2 separate regions of the Triticum aestivum genome follow, and region 2 is linked to region 1. The links are chromatin contacts, called in public Hi-C maps. All regions are on one chromosome and are shown on one strand. Each heading gives the region's core, a stretch centred on a gene start, on an enhancer-like site or on the middle of the called end of the contact. The rest is flanking DNA. Distances are from core to core; before and after follow the strand shown.

Region 1 (3,560 bases), core at 757-3,256:
GGCCTTTTCACACTAACCACCACGCGGGAATAAGTATGGGCACTATGCGTCGTATGTATCAGCCGAAAGCTCGACGGACGCCAGCGATGGAGCGGCGCGCACCGGGTTGGACTACGTAAGCACTTGCCTTTTTAAGGAGGTAGCCAGGTCAGTTCACCGGCCACGTTCACAATGTGCAGGAGTGCAAAGGGCGATGGATCCAAGACCCCTGCGCGCTTAGGATGTAGACCGGCGTGCTGGCCTCTCTGGTGAGCTTAGGTAGGGCTGCGGCGTGTTGATCGGCCGAGGCCGGTCATAACCTGATGGTGTGTCAGGCCAGAGTTGATCGAGCGTGTTGGGTAAGTTGGTGCACCCCCACAGGGAAGTATTCTATCTATTCGAATAGCCGTCTCCACGGTAACGGACGCTCGGAGTTTTATCCCGATCGATACAACTAGAACTGGATACTGGATGCTGAGGCATAAGATGGATGTGATGGCTTCAGGATTGCTTTCTCGTAGGGAGTCGAGAAAGGATCTCTGGGCGCTAATGTTACAACATGTTTGCTAAATATAAACTGTTATTCTATACTCTTCTGAATGCTGCAAGATGCTTGGAGCTGCTTGAAGATGCTAGTCTTCGATAGGCTAGGCTTTCCCCTTCTCTTCTGGCATTCTGCAGTTCAGTCCACAGATACTACCCATTTCATTGACACCGATGCATATGTAGTGTAGATCCTTACTTGCGAGTACTTTGGATGAGTACTCACGGTTGCTTTGCTTCCTCTTTTTCCCCTTTTCCATTCTTCTCGAACGTCGCAACCGGATAGTGGAGCTCAGGAGCCAGACACCACCTTCGACGACTACTACTACACCGAGGGTGCCTACTACTACGTGGAGGCCGCCGACGACCAAGAGTAGTTAGGAGGCTCCCAGGTAGGAGGCCTTGCCTTTTCGATCGATGTTGCATTTGTGCTAGCCTTCTTAAGACAAACTTGTTTAACTTATGTCTGTACTCAGATATTGCTGCTTTCGCTGACTCGTTTGTATTCGATCTTATGTATTCGAGCCCTCGAGACCCCTGGCTTGTAATATAAAGCTTGTATTATTTTAATTTGTGTCTAGAGTTGTGTTGTGATATCTTCTCATGAGTCCTGGTCTTGATCGTACACATTTGTATGTATGATTAGTGTACGATTGAATCGGGGGCGCCACAGTCTAGTCTACCTATGGTGTGTCCTCCCCTCTAAGGTCTCGCTTGGATAATCGACTCTTATGACCCACACAGAGGGTTTTTCCCAACCGTTCATACCTCTCGGCTATTAAATAAACCCAAATGATAATGCTCACACGTGTGGCACAAAGCAATTTCGCCCACACGTTTTTTGATGACAACTTTAATTACAAGAGGATGACAACTTTACTTGTGAAGCATGTCAACTTTCTGTTTGGGTGACAAGTTTCAGTTTTTTGAGATTTGTTTTTTTCCTGATGATAACTTTAGTGTAAAAAATATGTGGGCGGTGTTAATATATGCCACACGTGTGACAGTTATCGTCGTAAATAAAATATTTAAAACAGACTTCACTCGTCCCACGCCAAGGGAAAGGGATCCACGATCAATTCTACGGGAAAGTATCGAGTGCTCCCAGCCTTGGGGTACACCCGGTGCTTCAATATCAAAAAATATTTTTAAATGTTTCAAAAAAATCCAAAAAAAAGTTGTAAATATTCACAAGGAATGTCATCACATCCTCTAAAAATTTCAGGTCCAAAATCGAAATGTACATTGAGAAACAAAAAAGAGAAATCTAGGTGTGAATAGTATCAATGTTGCTTTTGTCTCTTCTTTACACTATTCATTCTAGATTTTTTTTTCTCAATGTTCGAGTTTGGACCTGAAATTTTTAAGGCTTGTCACATCCATTGTGATCATTCACATTTTGTTTTGGATTTTTTGAAACATTCAAAATATTTTTTTTGACATTGATGTATCGGGAGTACACTGAGAGCACCGGATACTTTCCCCGATTCTACTCCACGCGCCACGTAGTCTCGTGTTCAGACTACCACTGGTCCTCGCGAATTCCCCATCCGAACCCCGATTCCGGCCGCCATGAACTGCGTCCCCACCTTCTCCCGCCACCACCGCCGCTGGATCGTCTGTGCGGGCGCTGCTGCTGGTGCTTACCTGATCTACCACCACCCAGCCGTCGCCGCCCGCCGCCGCCGCTTCTCCCGCCTGGCCTCGGCTCTCTCGTCCCTCGCCGATGCCGTCGCCGCCGTCGCCTCCGACCTCGCGGCCTTTCTCCAATCTGACTCCGACTCGCTGCCTACCACTCTCACTCAACTATCCAAGCTCGCCTCCTCCCACGAGGCGACCGCCTCCGCCTCCGCGCTCTCCGGGGCCCTCACCGCCGGCGTGCTCCGCGGCTACGCCTCCGTCACCAGTCCAGCTTCCGCAGGCGAGGTAGCGTTTTCGGATCGTCTTGTTGAGAAGCTGTTCTCCCCAGCCGGCGAGCGGCTCGTCTCAGCCGTGGCGGGCAGCTTCGGGCGCGACATCGTGCTCGCCTGTTATTCTGTCCCAGCCGATCCTTCAGGATCGGCGGGATCATCACCGGCGAGCTGGGTAGACATTGTCACCAGTGGGAGTTGCCGTAGGGCGATCCGCAGCTGGGTGGAGGTCTTCACGTCCACCGCCGTGGGCGTCTTCATTGACAAGACCATCCACATCAACACCTACGATCAGATCTGCGCCGCTGCCACAAACCCGGCCTACGACTCCAAGCTGCAAAAGCTTCTGGTGGCACTCTGCAGTGCTTCCGTCGAGACGTTGGTGAAGACCTCCCACGGCGTACTCTCCAATGGCAATGGAAATGCTCACAGTGGCAATGGTGAGGTTGGGGAAGGATGGACAGAAACGGTCTCGAGTGCGCTTGCTGTTCCAAGCAATCGGAAGCTTGTTCTGGATCTGACGGGCAGGGCGACATTCGAGGCAGTGCGGTCTTTCCTTGAGTTTGTGCTGTGGAGGCTGCATGATGCTGCAAGGGCTGGCGGTGATGCCACAGCGAGGGCTGGATTGTGTGTCTTGAGGTATATGAGCGAAAGGTCCATGGTTGTCGCTGCCATCTGCATAGTATTGTGCTTGCATGTGTTGAACCGCACATGGCTCTTGGCACCGGCTTGAGCTTGAGCTTTACTTGAGTAGAGAATATACTGAAACTGAAGTGTTCAGAAAGGGGGAGGGGCAACAGAAACAATAAGTTTGGTCACTTGTAAATATATTTGTTGTGTAACAATTTGACCCTGCATACAGTTTATAGAAATTTCTGGCAGTGTAACTTTGCCTGCTTATTTCTAATTCTGTTGGTCAGTTATATTTCCACTGTGTAAATATGTGATTGTAGTGAGATGGTGATTCTATTGTGTTACAATACTGTCGCACAATTTTAAAATCTGCTCGGATCAGCAAGTTAAGTTTTCAACGGAAGTTTAGAAGATTTTGATCGTCTAGGTAATCTCACCTGTTTCGTACATGATCCGTTTTATCCAATTGCTTGCTCAACTTGCTTATCCTTATCG
Region 2 (3,329 bases), core at 95-2,594, 390 kb before region 1:
TGGTGGCCTTATGTAATCCCTGGCTGGTTGATGGCTTTGTTAATTCAAAGTCGGGCTCCTCTTAAACCTTCGTTCTAAAAAGAAAAATTATGCACTATAATCTCGGTTTACAATATTTAGGTGAAGCAGCAGTACGTCTACAATGGGGGAGCGGCCCAGGGGCTGCCCCTGTGCAACTCGCTGCTGTTGGAGGCAACGAGGGTCACATAGGAGTGCGCCCCTATGTTCTGCGTGACGCGATGTGAAAAAAGGTCCAGCTCTCCTACTCGGATCCCTGCACGGATATCCTGCAGGGCCAACCAATGAGTGACACGTGTCCTTGTGACCTCACTTCCTAGAAACAAACATACCGCATCTCCCTATTTGCAGAAAATGGCCAGTATTTTCTCCGCCGAAGAGTAGGTTCCCTGGCGCATCTTCCTCTACCAATCTCGTGGGAAATTGCTGCACCATGGATCGGTGGATCACATATCCATAGCAATCCCACCGGAAGTTTCCCTCCCATGGATCGTATCACTCTGATTTAGCATAGAGGGAGCTCCTCGTACTTGCTTCTAATGGGTAGATGAAGTAATCAACTGCCAGTCGCCTTCCCTGTGGAGCTTGCATCGAGCTCATACGATGCCGGATCTTCTAATGTAACGCAGAGACGAGACTTTCCCTCACCAAAAACGAACGCCAGCACTCCGAAAGAAAAAAAAACACTCGGCAATGCTTCATTCCTCGAGCCGGCCTCGCATGCACCGTCGTCGATTCACAGGTGGTTACCGTCGTTGCATACGGCCCGCGCTGCCGTCGATTCGCCTTCTCGCCCGCCGTCGGCTCTTCACCGTCCGTATCTACGGTTCTTTGACTGGATGATGCAGGGTGCTGCTTCTAAGGGAGGTTGTAACCGACTTAATTTGTTTGGCCGGCGACCATGGAGAGAGGCAACGACATCACCAAGAAACCGAAGCTGGCTGGTTCCATTTCAGCGAGACAGCTGCAGATGCACGCATTAGATTTCTTTGGCGAGTTTAGCAAGGGCCGACACTTTGGCTCTCTGCGGCTTCCTCGCCGACCGGTGACGGAGGTGCGTGCACGGCGCCTTGGACGTCTGCAATGCAGTGATGGAAGTCGCCGTCTCCTCGGCCATAAGGCCCGCGACTACCAGAGGTTATGTGCCGCACGCGCCTTGCTCATGCATGTTAGAGAAAATATCTGTAATCTCAACCGACCTTCCTTCTTCGTATCCCTCTCAAACTCTTGTATCTTCTTGTATGCCAAGGCAGGCTCCTGCCTAATCATCAATATATATACGACGCCGCTCCCCATCAAGGGAGTAGGGATCGCTCATTATCTTTCATGGTCATCAGAGCCACCTCTTCCCATACATCTAGCCACAAACCAAAATCCTAAAAACCACATACCATCGTCTCCATGGCTTCCTCTGCTGGCGTCGCGCTCAACCTCGGTTCGCCGCCATCTGAGAAGCTCGCAAGAGGAAACTTTATCCTCTGGAAGACTCAGGTGCTCCCAACCCTGCAAGGAGCACAGGTAACTGGACTCCTCGACAACTCAGACGCCGCTCCGTCCAGGATGGTGGAGGTCACAAAGGCGGACAAGACCACGACCCTAGAGTTGAATCCTCTGTACGGGCCCTGGATCGCCAAAGACCAGCAGGTCCTATCTTATCTTCTGAATTCTATGTCGCCAGAGATCCTTGCGCAGGTCGTCGGGAAGGACTCCGCTTTTGAGCTCTGGACGACGGTGACAAACCTCTTCGCCTCGCAGTCACAATCTCGGATTACCAATCTGAGAATCGCCATCACCAACACCAAGAAGGGCAGCATGTCAAGCTCGGCGTACATGGCGAAGATGAAGAGCCTCGGGGATGAACTAGCTGCTGTCGGTCGTCCCGTCTCTGATCCGGGGATGGTGGACTACATCTTGGCCGGACTAGACCGCGACTATGACTCCGTGGTGGTGGCGATCGGCGCTGTCAAGAACACCATCACCGCTGATGATCTCTTCGCTCAGATCTCTGCCTTTGATCAAAGGATGGAGATGCTAGGCGATTCATCTTCAGGCGGGTTCCACTCATCTGCTATTGCGGTCTACAGAGACCGTGGACAGTCCCGCGGGCGAGGAGGAAGGGGGCGCGGCCGTGGTGACCGCGGTGACCGCCAGCCCGTCTTCCAATGGAGGCAGCGGCTTCAGAGGGCGCCCTCGACAGCAGCAACAGCAACAGCAGGTGCGTGAGCAGCAGCATGATTACCCTGAGTGTCAAATATGCTACAAACATCATCCAGTAGGTGCACGGGTCTACTAGTGGCGCTATGAGGAGAACAAGCTAGAGGAAAAAGAGGCGCATGTCGTCTCCTATTGCATGGACACAAATTGGTATGCCGACAGTGTAGCAACAAACCACATCACAGGTGAACTTGACAAGTTGACGATGCGGGAGAAGTACAATGGAGGCGACCAAATTCACTCGGCAAACGGTTCTGGTATGTATATTACACATATTGGTAGTTCAATTGTTGAAAACCCCTTGAAAAATTTACATTTGACAAATGTCTTGCATGTTTCTCAAACATCCAAAAAATCTTGTTTCCGTTCATTGATTCACTCTTGATAACAATGTTCTTATAGAATTCTATCCTTATTTTTTCTTGGTTAAGGACTTGAGAACAAGGAGAATCATTCTTAGAGGACGGTGCATGGGAGGCCTCTACCCACTCATATCATCATCATCATCTTCATGGTCCAATAAACAAGCAAATATTTTCACCAAGCTTTCATCATCAAGGTGGCATAGTCGCTTGGGTCATCCATCTTTAGTCATAGTTAAATATGTTCTTAGCAAAAATAAACTCGCTTATGAGCCTAGTGTTGAGTCAGTTTGTGATCCATGTCAACAAGCAAAAAGTCATCAATTACCTTACCCTATTTCTACTAGTGTGTCCACTGCCCTACTACAACTTATCTTTTCAGATGTATGGGTCCTACTTCAGTTGGTAGATTTTTCTTTTATGTAAGCTTTATTGATGACTATAGTAAATTTACTTGGATTTATTTACTGAAGAAACGATCTGATGTATTTCAAGTTTTTATCAATTTCCAAAATCTTGTTGAACGCCAACTGAACGCCAAAATCATTGCTATGCAAAGTGAGTGGGGTGGTGAGTATGAAAAATTGAACTCTTTCTTCCAAAAACTTGGCATATCACATCATGTCTCTTTCCCTCATGCTCACCAACAAAACGGGTCTGCTGAAAGAAAGCACCATCACATAGTTAATATGGGGCTTGCATTGTTAGCAAATGCATCCATGCCACTTAAATTTT

The links. Hi-C and Micro-C count contacts between places; a contact is called where the count stands out from the background.
Region 2: a Hi-C map of leaf shows a contact between it and region 1, with 3 times the contacts expected there. The contact joins the promoter of LOC123049263 here to the promoter of LOC123049261 in region 1. A contact is called at or near these places in 3 of 5 Hi-C or Micro-C datasets (all in leaf).

Annotation. Positions count from the first base shown.
Region 1 is chr2D:314,619,744-314,623,303 of IWGSC CS RefSeq v2.1, reverse strand. It overlaps LOC123049261 (protein PHLOEM PROTEIN 2-LIKE A10), which reads left to right and starts at 2,006. Exons shown (of 1, transcript XM_044472206.1): 1 at 2,006-3,401. The coding sequence starts at 2,095. The coding sequence ends at 3,165.
Region 2 is chr2D:315,009,594-315,012,922 of IWGSC CS RefSeq v2.1, reverse strand. It overlaps LOC123049263, which reads left to right and starts at 1,344. Exons shown (of 2, transcript XM_044472208.1): 1 at 1,344-2,489; 2 at 2,664-2,931. The coding sequence starts at 1,420. The coding sequence ends at 2,241.